Linked DNA regions of Mus musculus: regions 2 and 3 are each linked to region 1. The links are chromatin contacts, called in public Hi-C maps. All regions are on one chromosome and are shown on one strand. Each heading gives the region's core, a stretch centred on a gene start, on an enhancer-like site or on the middle of the called end of the contact. The rest is flanking DNA. Distances are from core to core; before and after follow the strand shown.

Region 1 (4,014 bases), core at 663-3,162:
CTACCAGTTTTCTGGTGGAATATTTGGACTCTTCTCAGTATGGAACCATGTGGTTCACAAATAGGAATTATTTGGGTTCTTCCTTTTTTTAATTTGCATCTTTTTTTCTCTCTTGTCTTACTGCTGTAGCTTAGACCTCAAGTAGTGACAAGAGTGGAAAGCGAAGGCATCCTCATCCTAGTCCAGATTCTAGAAGAAATGCTTTCAGGTTTTCCCTACTTAGTACAATACTGGCTGTGTGTCTTTCATATGTAGCCTGTTTATATCGAGGTAGGTTCTATCCCCAGCTTCTTCACAGCTTTTATCATGGAAAGATGTTGAACTTTCTTGAATGCCTTTACCCTATGGATTGAGATTGTCATGTGGCTGCTATCCTTTTGTACTTACGGGTTGGATTGCAGTTATCAATTTGTATATGTTCAACCAACCTTGGACTGAAACCAACTTGGTCACAGTGTAGGATGTTCTTAATGTGTTCTTGAATTCAATTTGCAAGTATTTTATTGAGATTTTAAAAATATTTACCAGGGAAAATAATCTACAGTTTTCATTTTTTCTCTCTCTCTCTCTCTCTCTCTCTCTCTTTCTTTCTTCCTTTCTTTCTTTCTTTCTTTCTTTCTTTCTTTCTTTCTTTCTTTCTTTTTCTTTCCTCTTTCTTTCTTTCTTGTTTTGTTACCAAGTAATGTTGGCTCTGCAAAATGAGCTTGGTAGTGTTGAATGGTAGTATTTTAGTAGACAGATGAGTCCTAGAGGGACTAGGGTAGCAAAATCAAGCAGAAATAAAGTGTGAGATACAAATATAAGCCATTTGTAAAAAAAAATATTCTATCATGATTATTTGTATAATAATTGCCTAGTAGCCATATTTTCAAAAAGTAGCATAAGATTAACTTTTAAAAGGCACTTTATTCAAGCACATATTTGCAACCAATTACAACATAAACTTAGGATCTGTGTAAAAATTGCTGGAGATGTCCCATAGTGTTTTCGGGGCAGTCTGTTCTCAGTGCACCAGTAGCTATATTTTGAATGTTCTGTCGTTATACATGCTACCATCATGGACTGCAAAGTTCAAGGAATAGTACCTATCATAGTGTCACTAAGTCTGGATCACCTTACACTTCAACATTGCTACAACCTACCCATCACACCCTTAGGGAAATACCAGCATTATTCCATTTCACAGAAGATAGCAATATAAAAAAAGAGGTTAACCCCTTGAAAGTCCTGAGTGCACCCAGACGTAGTACGTTTCTGTAACTGTGCTGGACACATACCAGAGGGGATCGTGCACATAAACAGTATGGGTGTGAATGTACAGTTTAGGAAGAAACTGAAAAGACGCTGAAGTCTCCAGAGTCCCCAACAGTTTACCAGGGACTGGACTTGGAGGTTTGGAGGGGGCAAACAAGGAAAGCCCCCAAACAATGGCACAAACACTTTCCTTTTCTGTAAGCTGCTCCCCAACAGCAAACTGCAAAGGGGTACTGCAGATGACCCCTGAAGGGCACCTGGGGCATAGATATTTCACTTCTGTTGCAGAAGACCTCCATCTGAAGCAGCCCCTAGATAGGGTCTCTTTGACCAGCCTGGCAAAGTGGATTTCCCTCGTTTTGCAGACTCTTTATTGTCATTCTCTAAAAGTATTAGGAGAAGAGAGATGGGTGTAACAAAATTAACAGTAATTCAAGACCTGAAAGGGGACAGTGGGAGTTCCAAATCTGTCTCTATTAAGATCCTTCTGACGATGACTCCTCCTCCTTTTCCTCCTCCTCCTCCTCCTCCACTTAAGCTTCTCCCAGTTTAGCAGCCAGGAAGGCTAGTGAAAAAGACTGTTTACACAGCACTGCAGAAAGCTATTCTCATGCTCTGAGCAGGGTACTGCTCTTCTGGACAGGGTTACATTATGCGGAGCTTGTCAGCTCCAAGTGCAAAGACGCTTGGCCCTCTTTTGTTTATTTCTTGCTAGGTGATCCCTCACTGGATTCCACTGGGACTTTTGCGTCTTTCTCCGCTACATTTTCCTCATCAGCAGAGCTCATCAGGAAAACCCCCTACTCAGCGGGCTTCCGTGGGAATTCAATGCTCTCTGCCTTTGATGATTCCGAATTCTATGGGACAAACTACACTACCTCGGAGTCAGGTTTTATGCCACCCAGTTTAACCTTGCAGAACCGGTTTTTCAAGTCAAGGCACACCGAGTAATCAAAAGGCAGGACCAGCTGCATCTCCGATATTTGTCTAATTCTTTTCTGTTTTTCCTTTCCTTTCCTTTCCTTTCCTTTCCTTTCCTTTCCTTTCCTTTCCTTTCCTTTCCTTTCCTTTCCTTTTATTTTCTTTCTGTTCCCTTCTCTTCTCTTCTCTTCTCTTCTCTTCTCTTCTCTTCTCTTCTCTTCTCTTCTCTTTGGGGATGGGCATGGCTACCTTGCCACAGCCTAGGCTCTATACAGTCCTCTGCCACGTGCTTAAGAGCTGTTCAACACTAATGATGCGATCAAGTTTTCTGCCAAATTCTAGAACCAAAGGGAGAGACAAGAAAGAAAATTTCATCAACCGCCCCCAGAATCCATTCCCTGAGGCATTCTGCTGTCCTTATCAGCCAGTCTCGAGTCGCTAGCGACCCCAAGTGGCCAATTTAAAATAACAGTCCCATCATCGACCTCTTCGTTGCTACCACACACCCCTTCATTTTACAGAAAAGAAACACACTTCGAGGTTTTTATACTCCCAAATCTGGATAGAATTTTAAAACTGCAAAGATTGAAGAGTCGCTAATGCCACCTGGACTAGCCACCTCATTTTACCTTATTTTATTTTTGTAATTTGATCAAATTCAAGACTAAGACCTCACACCAGGTAGGTAAAGCTCACACCAGGAAGTTAAACACTAAGCAATGTCCCCAGACCTATCTTATGTCATAGGAAGCAGAGATTCAGACAGGTAAAAGTGTGTTCCATAGGTCACAGAGCACATTAGAGTCAATTTTAGGAATAGAAGAAATGGCTCCCAGAGACTTCATGCTTCTAGATCTTGGTTTCCTAACCAAGAGAAGAAGTCTTTTGTTTCTCCAAACCCCAAAAGAAGAGCTGTTAGGAGACAGCATGCTTTAACAGAGTCAAATTTCAGCCACATACACTCCTAATACACGCACATCCTCTCTTTTCCCTTCTACACTCACAACTGACCAGGAAACATGAAATTGAGTCCTGGCCAAAGAGTCAGGAGGACACTATATTTGGTAAACACAGACAAGAGTCTTATTCTTAGGGGCTGGCCTTTGAGTTAAGGGACAATTTAGATTAGATTTCTACCCTCATAACAGCACAGAGCAGACATTATTGTTCCTATTTTGCAAATAGGAAAACTAGAGCTCATGGGCATGAAGTTGCTTGTCTATAGTCAGGCAATGACTAAATTGTAAAACTTATTTGCATAGTTTTATTTATTAATGTCTCAATTTACCAGCCATCAAATGGCATAATAAAGTCAGTATCTAGAGTAAGAAGATATTAGTGTTCCAAGGGGTCCTTTGTAGAGACTGTCTTCAAACAAAATAAATACACAAGATAAAAATGACTGGTGTCACTTTCAGCAGGAAGACAGGACATAAAGTGAGGGATGGGTTTGCCATCCCACAGTCACACCTCTGACCCATAATTGTTCCTGTCTGAAAGAATTACAGGGATGGACATGGAGAGGAGCCTGAGGAAAAGAAGGTCCAGCGACAGGCCCAAAGTGGGATCCAGCTCAAGGGGAAGTCCCAAAGCCTGACACTATTACTGAGGCTATGGAGCGCTCACAAAAAGGAACCCATTATGACTGCCCTCTGAAAGACCCAACAAGCAGCTGAAAGAGTCAGATGTAGATATTTGCACCCAACCAATGAACAGAAGCAGCTGACCCCATTATTGAATTAGGGAAGGCTGAAAGAAGTTGAGGAGAAGGGTGATCCTGTAGGAGGACCAGCAGTCTCAATTAATTTGGTCCCCCAAGATCTCTCAAACACTGGACCA
Region 2 (4,376 bases), core at 1,558-4,057, 330 kb before region 1:
CTGATTTCTCTTTTCATGACCCCCAGGGAGCCAACCAACTCCCTGTATAACTTCCAGGATCTCCTTTCCACCAGGCTTTGTTAATTTCCAAACACCAATGATCGAAGATAATTTATGCCCTCTTCTCTATACAAAGCACGGCACACTCAGCACTTGAAAATCTTGAGTTGGGAGGAATATGGTGAAGCATGGAGTTGTTTGACAGAGCGGAGAGCTAGGAATTAGAAGCTTCCAGTCACACCTCTGGTCTTGCTTTACTGTGACACTATAGTGATGACAGCACCTTTCCAGCATGCCTTCATGTGCATGATGTCATTCACTCTTATTCTTCAAGTAGGTAAATAGAAATGTCCACAGCTAAGATCTGCATCTGAGCCTTATTTTTCCCTGCCAACTTGTTCACATGAATACACAGCCTGGTGTCTTTAAATTGAATTTAAAAGATAAGAGTTCACAGGCTACTGAAGACTCTAAAATGCATGCAAAAAAAAGTGTAAGACAATGTTTTCTCTAGATCTCTTCTCTTCATCAAGACACTTGTCAACAGTGACAACTTTCTTTTTGGGGTCCTACTATGTGTGACTTTACTTCCCAATGGGAACCTTAGAATGGTGCCAACTAATCTTACTGATGTCTGTGGTCTCTCAATCTCATAGAGTGAATGAATGAAAATATAAATAAACTTTTAGCAGACACAGTCAATTTGATTTTGTTTTATACCACTATATTTGGTGAAAACTCAAAACATGCATTGGGGTTTCCTTCTCTAATTGTATTCTGAAATGCTGATCAAAATATAAAAGTGTGCTTAATGTAAGGAAATTTATTAACATTCTACCTGTGTACTTAGACTTTTCACCCTGAAACCCAACTATAAATCTCTCTCACTATATATTTTGTGTGTGTACCTTTCTGTCTGTCTCTCTCTCCATCCCCTTTCTCCCCTCCCCCTCTTCTCTCTCCATGTCTTCCTTCCTCCTCCTCCTCCTCCTCTTGCTCCTCCTTCTTCTTCTTCTCTCTCTCTCTGTCCCTCCTTGCATTCTTCCCTCTGTCTCCCTCAATTTCTGTCTCTGTCTCCATCTCTTCCTGCTTCCTTCTCCTTCTCTCTCTTTGTGTGTGCCTTTCTCTCTCCCCTCCCCCATTCTTCTCTCTCCAACCCTCCTTTTCTTGTCTCCATTTCTCTGTCTCTCCTACCATTCTTCTCTCTGCCTTTTTGTTTCCCTATCCCTCCATCCCTCCCGCCCTTCCCTTCTTCTCTTCCATTCTCTCTCTCTCTCTCTCTCTCTCTCTCTCTCTCTCTCTCTCTCATGTGTGTGTGTGTGTGTGTGTGTGTGTGTGTGTACATGTCTCAGTAACTAAAGGGAATGTGTGAAGTAGAAGGTTTTTGGTTTACATGTCCTGATCACAGTCTATCACTGAGGGAAGCCAAGGCAGGAACTTGGAGATAGGAGCAGAAGCTGAGACCATGAGAGAAATTGCTTACATGCTGGGTTGATCCCTTTAATTTACTCAGCTTGCCTTTCCTCTGCAACTGAGGAACACCTGTCCAAGGGTGACACTGCCCACAACAGGCTCCGTCCTCCCATATCAATCACCAATCAAGAAAGTGTCCAAAAGACTTGTCAGCAGGGCATTCTAAGGGAAGCAATCTTCTCAACATTCTCTCTTCCCAGATGACTCCAGCTTTTGTTGACAAACAACTTCAGAGCACAGCGTGCATAAAGATGGAATAATTATCCTGAGGAAAGCCAAGGGCATGGCTCTGAATCTGACTATGAAGCAATGAGTCCTTGTTGTTGCAGAGAGCTGGTAACTACTCAGTTTGCCAAGCTCTTTGTTGCTGAAATTGACCTGCAAGTGCTCTGTAGTTATAATCCACACTTGAGGAGGTGAAGTGTGAACGTTTGCTTTATGTTAGGGATTGTTGCTCTTCCCTCCTTCCAAGAAGGTGCCTCAATTCATGCACAGGCCAACTCCTCTCACACATTTTGATTTAGAAGGTGAGGTCTGCCTCCATCCCATTAAAACAACCTGTCACTGTGGAATAACTCACCCACAGATGGGGAATGGGGAGAAAGCAACTGAAGAAGCAGCCAGATGAGTAAGACCATGGTTTGCAGAGTCTACTGCACAATCTGTTCATGCATGGTGCATGCACACTGGCTGGAAATTGGGACTCAGGGATGAACAATGTTTCTCAGCTACTTTGGACTCTGCATATTGAAGAGCTTCACTGGCAGCTACTCACGCCCCTTGCCTGTTGACCTTTTATGGGCCGAGCCCGCATGCCTGACTAACTGATTTGTTCCAGCTGCAGCTATATTTTCTACCTTCCTTGTTACTTAATTGATCCTGGCTGTGCCTGGTCCTGCAAGGAGCCCTCCCAGACCTTGCAACATGTGCTATATATCCTGTGTGTAGTCCTGTGTCCTGACAAGGAACATAAAAAATCAGAGATGGCAGGAGACAAGGGGAGGGGAAAGTCATACATAACACTCTGAATGCAAATAACTTGGCTCTCTGTGGATTCCCTCAACTGCTGTCCACTGTGTCTGGGATCAACTGACTTTCTTCCCACCGGCAGCTCATCTCTCGAGACTTGGATTTTCCCTTTAAACTTTAAAAGCTGTAATCAGCAGCAGAGATTTAAAGACAACAGAAAAAAATTCAGAACAACAAATGTTTCCTTTACTCGTTCTTTGTTCTTGTTGGCCACATGTATTAAAATCTTTCTAAATCCTTGGCACAGTCCCGGCCTCCAGGGAAGCAGGTGAACTCAGAGACCCTGGCTCTGATGCAGCTCTCAGTCTTAGAGAAAAAGCACAGAAACAAAAACAAATAGCAGAAGTATTGTAGTGCTTGCAACAGCCTAGCATAGAAGTTCTTGATGTAGGGATAGGGGACCTCAGATATTTTCAAGATCCCCTGAGAGGATCTGTGAGGTCCAGATTTACAGTAAAACAAGCAGGTCATCTGCCTCTCTGCCTTCATCCTCCCACATGTGTAAAGGGAAGTCTGCAGATGGCATGCCCTGCAGAATCACCACTGTTAGAATTAGAATATTAGAATATAGAACCAGAGGGAAAAACACGGCTGTCCTCTACAAAGCCCAAATCAGTCTTTACTCTCTATACCTTTGCCTTAGAAAATACTTATTCCTCACAGAATGGGTTGTTATTGTTTTTATCATTGATAGTCTTGCTGTATTTAGATGAGTAAACAAATATGTAATGAATTCTCAGAACTAACTTCTAATACAGTGAATACTGACAGATATAGCACGCATCAGCAAAGAGAGCATGCACACAAACATCTGCGGGGAATCTCAATAACTCTGTCAAGAGGCAACCAAAATAAACAAATAAATAAAGGAGTACAGAGTGAACCTCTGTATTTTTTGCCAGCCCATCATAATAGTCCATTGTCATAGCTTGCAGTTTGACATCAGTTCATTACTATTAGCTATATATCCTATTTGCCTGGGTTTATTATATATATAATATATATATAAGTTTACACACACACACGCACACACACACACACACACACACACACACACTCATATATATATCGCCACTGAATGGGCATATCAATTTGTTTGCTCATCACCAATCAACAGACATTTAAATGGCTTTTGGTGTTTGATTGCTAGAAGTAACCTATTCTGAATATTTATTTATAGGTTCTCATATTTTTTTTCCTAGACTAAATGCCCAGAACATGTATTCAGTGGCTCATGTGGAAGAATGACTGATGTTTTCAGCATGGTTTTATTGTTTCTTTCCCCACTATGCTGTGTAAAGGACCCATTGGCTCCACATTCTCTTCAATGCCTTTTTATTGCCAGTGTGTTTTAATTTGGCTATTCTAGTGAGGATGTGATGATATCTCACTGAAACTGTGCCCTGGATAGCTAAGAGCTAATCATACTGGATTTCTTTTCATATGTTTATGCATATCTACCTTTGAACAAGTGTTGGTACAAGGCCTTTGTCCACATTTTATCAAATTGTTTATTAACTTACTGCTTCGTTCAAAGAGTTCTTTTATATTGGGATACAAGCATTTTAAAAGACTTCATTTGCAACTATTTTCATCCAGTCATTGGATTGTTTTTAGAAATTCAGTTTTTTGCTTTTTTTGGGAGGGGGGGGTAGAATGCCTTTGTCATCAAGCCAAAGAATTCTCTGCCTAGCCCTAGGTTGTGATGCTTTTCTTTTAAATATTTATTAAAGCATGTGAAATATCTTTTTAAAGAGTGGTCCAAAAGCTACAAGCCTAAGTATGTGTGCAACACTTTCAAAGGGTAGATGTGGGACCTTGAGTTAGAACTTGCTTGTAAAGAAGAAAATGTGGTAAGAGAAGAGGGGGAACTA
Region 3 (4,173 bases), core at 555-3,054, 400 kb before region 1:
AGCTGTGGGAGATGGCGCCTACACCCTGCATTGGCAAAATCCACTATGATCCTATTATGGATCTATGTATGTTTTACCAAAGAACATTAGGCAAAACCATAGCTTCCCAGAAGATACTTGCCAATGATAGCTCTTGTCTTGCTTCTCCTCTTGATACTTCTTAACAGCCTACCACCCTTTGCATCTCTCCAATGGAGAAAGAACTATTGGTCCAATTCCCATCCACCTGTAATATTTCTCATTAATTCTCAGTTTTAATATTTAAGATCACACATCATCAACAGAGAAGTCAGATGGAGAGATTGTAGGATGGGTGGAGGAATGGAAGGGTATATGAAAATTGACTCCTCCAGTATTTAGATGGCATGGCTAAAGCTCTACTGATTCTATGCTAGGTGTTCCTCCACAACTTTCCCTGTGTGATCTCAGGAAGCTTCAAAATGCTATCAAATATCTCTTAATTCTGCCTGTGAGTGCACCACAGTAACAGCAAAATAAATATCATACTCAACACCCACCGTGGTATATCTGTTTAACTCTACATCCTTCACAATAATGACCCTGGCTCTGTCCCTGCACATGTCTAATAAAGACACGTTTCTTTCTAAGAAAGATGCTTCCAACCAAAAGTGCCTCTTGGTGGAAGTTTTGGGTTCCATAGTATCATAGTTTTAGGTTCCATAATAATCAGGGTGGTTTATTTACATCAAAGATCTCCAAAGCGAATCACAAGTATAGAGTGGAATATTCTGGGAAGTAGTCATGATTGTGTATGTCCTTGACTTATGTCTTCAGATCCAAAGCCCTGGATTTGAATATACTCTTCCTCAGAAAGCATCAGCTACATAAATTACCTAAGAATTAAATGATTTTTATAACAACTGGCCTTGCTACTGGAACTAACAACAAGAGACCTTGAAGCCTAGTTCTGGTCCAGATTTTAACAACAGGAGCAAGAACCAACAGGCAACTTGTACAGTTTTGTTTGTAGAAATCATGTACAACAATGTCAGATTGTTTACTAAATGTCCTTCTGAATCTAGTAGATCTTTGGACAATGCTTTCTGAGAGGAGAATCTATTTGCTAAGCTCTTGAGAAGGTAGAAGTTGTTAGGCTGTAAAACCACATTCTCATACAATGCAATTTAGTATTGGATTGTTCTTCAGAACCTATTCTTATCACTGGTGGTGTGATCTTGTGAAAAGTGCTGTCAACATCCACACAATAAGAAGAAAAGTCATCCTTCTCTATATTACGGTGATGTGACAGTCTCCTAGACACCAAAACCTCACACAGGGCTCAGCACATCCTTCCCTAGAATGGGTGCCACTATTAATTGTGAAAATTGTACTTCATTGCACCTGCCAACTTCTTACTGGTTCAATTTCCTCTTCTCCATTTAGCACCTCCCTAATTTTCTTTCCAGTATGAATGGACAACAATTTCACTCTTCCATTTCTCTCTACTTATTCACAACCTTGGGGCTTTCCTCCATGTTGCTAACTGAAGGAATTTCTTAACGAATTAAAGACAGCCCTCCCCATCCCCCACCCCCGATGAATTCTGGTGCCAGTTAATACTACTTTTTTTTCCCCACCCGGACAGATGACCTTCTCTAACAGCTATTATTTTTGTATACTCAGATCTGTTTTCTTACATAAGATCTGGCTTCAGTCCTACTTCTCTGAAGAAAGATGAAACCTCTTGGGGAATCTGCTGTGAATCACCATCTCTATTTCTGCAGAGCGCCTGGCTCTTGCTGAATCTAGAAGCCAGGCCAGCTTCTAGGAGAAGCCAAATCACCGCCTACTATGGGAAGAAACCTGGGAGAGGATGGGCAGAGCTCTTAGCAACAGCAATACCCAGTGCAGGGAAGCAGCAAAAGCTTCCCTGGGCTTGAAAAAAATCTCAAAGAGTACTTCTATTCTTTAAGGGAGATTTTGCTTCCAGGAACTGACTGACATGTGAGTCTAAAGAGACATCTGTAGGAGAGATTTTTAGGGAAAAGACCCTTGGACTCAGCTCAGTTTCTTTACAGGAGGCTCAGTCAAGATAGGAGAAAATGGAAATTCCTTAACAAATTAGAAATAGCCTGCTGCTAACACCACAGACTAGGAACTGCTCTTGGTCTGAATTTTTGGTAAATCTGTAATTATACAATGACAAATACATGTTTTTGCTCCACAGTTGGAATGGATCTTACTTATATAAACGAATTGTGACATTTGGAAGAAGGAAGTAAATAACAGAGAGGTCATGTGACTTACTCAGTGCTGCATAGCCAGGAACCTGTGAGAGCCATAGATCCCTCAGGGGTTGGGAACCTCAGGACCCAGCTTCCTGGATATAGATAAATCTGCTCTCTGGAGTCATAGAAGATCTATCAACTGACAGGGTTCTGTTTCCTTTGATGTTCACACAAGCTCTCACCCCAGTAGGGAGCTGGGCCAGGAAGAGTTGAAAGCACCTGCCCCCAGGTCTACAGAAGGACGCATGAAAGATCCAGACTCAAATGCAGACAATCTCACTCCCAACCACAGACTGTAACTGCATGAGCTGAAGGCTGAGCTATCTGCATTCCCAGTGTTGTCCCCTTCCTATGCTGCTCCTAGATCTGATTCTTTTGAGCATTCTTCAGGCTTGTTAGGTCTCTCATTTGTCCCAGTCTGGTAGTGGTACCTCCCCTAATTTTGCTCACTAGGCTTCTTCTCGTGCTTCTACTGTTTTGGATGTGTGGTCAAGTCTTCTAGCCTCTACAGGTCAAACTGAAGTCTTTCCAGAATTTTAGTTGTGCTTTCTACTACAGCTCAAGGCTCATCATTTCTTCCCTTTTCTTTGGGATAGAGCCAGCATTCTTACCTTTAGAGTCTGGGGGACTACAGGATCCAGAGTAAAGATCTCAAGCTACAAGACCTGCTGGACTCAGCTTGTGGTGGGTTTGTTCCACCCTTCATGCCCCAGCAAGCTAATCAAAAGTGCATACACATATCTACTTTCCGCCCAAAAGAGGAGTCACTCTGTATGTCTCAGTCTTACCCACCAACAAAAGTAGCTAACAGCACACAACACATCAGGCTGGGGAATGTTGTTGTTTGTTTGGTAACTGCTGATGGCTAAGTCATCCAGAGCTGAGAGATAACTCTCTTAGAATAAATGGAAGCTTGCTAACACTTCATAGTCTACACGCCTCCTTTCATTCAGTCATTTGAGCACCTTGTTAGGCTGTGCCAGAGGTCTTTGAATTTGTTACTCGTTACAGCATTACCTTAACCCCATTATCTTTCCTGGATCATGACTCTCCTTTTTGAAAATTACCCAACTGCTTGGGTTCCCTCTATGCTTTTTCATGAATCCTTAGCCTTGCTCATTCATTCACTGGGAATGTTTTGCTGCAGGCAGCACTGGGGAGGAATGTCACGCCACAACGTAGCCAAGCCCAGTGCCTTTGTCATCTCCTTAGGTAACACCAGCTGTGGCCCAGTGGGATCACAAACTGGAACTCACTAAGAATATTTAGAAATTAACTAATCAGAGGGATATAGACACCAACATGGATTCATTGACTTTCCTGGAAACAGATCCAGGCTGTGTCGGAGTTCTGAAAAGAGCTTGCATTATAGGGGAACATGCAGTTGAACACAGACTCGAGGAGTTCTCCGAGGCTTCGGTTTAGGCATAGCATCATTCTGAAGCACACTTCACTTTTTCCTTAGTCTCATCACTTTTAAATAGAACAGGAGCCAGCATCTCTGCCCTGATGATCATGAAAACATACATCTATACCATGACTTGCATATTAAGTCAAAGCAGCTTCTTTCATGATATCCAAACAAGAGGAGTGGAAGTGCCCGTCAGCAGGTGAATGGCTGAGCCAGCTCATTTGCATGATGGACGATCACACAGCAGGAAAAGGAGCACATCCCTATTACATCAGGCACACAAGTAGATGTCATGGGGCAGAACACTTGTAAAATAAGCCAGATGCACATTTGATTCCATTTATATCAATGTAACCCAGTCCACAGAGACAACAAGAGTTCAGCGCTTGCTTAAAACGAAGCCAGGGCTGAGGAGAGAAACATTCTAAAGGGGCCTGGAGAAAACTCCAGAGAATGATGCAATCCCCAGATGATTGTGTCAGTGGTTTGATGGATCCATAGTCCTATCAAAAC

What was found. Hi-C and Micro-C count contacts between places; a contact is called where the count stands out from the background.
Region 2: a Hi-C map of uterus shows a contact between it and region 1, with 5 times the contacts expected there. The contact joins two enhancer-like sites. A contact is called at or near these places in 6 of 484 Hi-C or Micro-C datasets (the N1E-115 cell line and uterus).
Region 3: a Hi-C map of cortical neurons shows a contact between it and region 1, with 2.4 times the contacts expected there. The contact joins two enhancer-like sites. A contact is called at or near these places in 13 of 484 Hi-C or Micro-C datasets (the N1E-115 cell line, cerebral cortex, cortical neurons and 4 more) and 1 of 115 datasets of contacts at active chromatin or transcription factors (fibro-adipogenic progenitors).

Annotation. Positions count from the first base shown.
Region 1 is chr5:45,276,214-45,280,227 of GRCm38.p6, forward strand. All of the region lies in intron 4 of D5Ertd615e (DNA segment, Chr 5, ERATO Doi 615, expressed), which reads right to left. Among named protein-coding and RNA genes, the nearest start is that of Gm46912, 120 kb to the left of the region's middle. Within about 2 kb of position 1,913, at least 68 of the 459 cell types and tissues checked have an H3K27ac peak or open chromatin away from gene starts, as enhancers often do. A contact at or near this core is called in cortical neurons, fibro-adipogenic progenitors and uterus, where this site is marked.
Region 2 is chr5:44,940,979-44,945,354 of GRCm38.p6, forward strand. No RefSeq gene overlaps it. Among named protein-coding and RNA genes, the nearest start is that of Gm36076, 18 kb to the left of the region's middle. Within about 2 kb of position 2,808, at least 34 of the 459 cell types and tissues checked have an H3K27ac peak or open chromatin away from gene starts, as enhancers often do. A contact at or near this core is called in uterus, where this site is marked.
Region 3 is chr5:44,875,352-44,879,524 of GRCm38.p6, forward strand. No RefSeq gene overlaps it. Among named protein-coding and RNA genes, the nearest start is that of Gm36076, 48 kb to the right of the region's middle. Within about 2 kb of position 1,805, at least 50 of the 459 cell types and tissues checked have an H3K27ac peak or open chromatin away from gene starts, as enhancers often do. A contact at or near this core is called in cortical neurons and fibro-adipogenic progenitors, where this site is marked.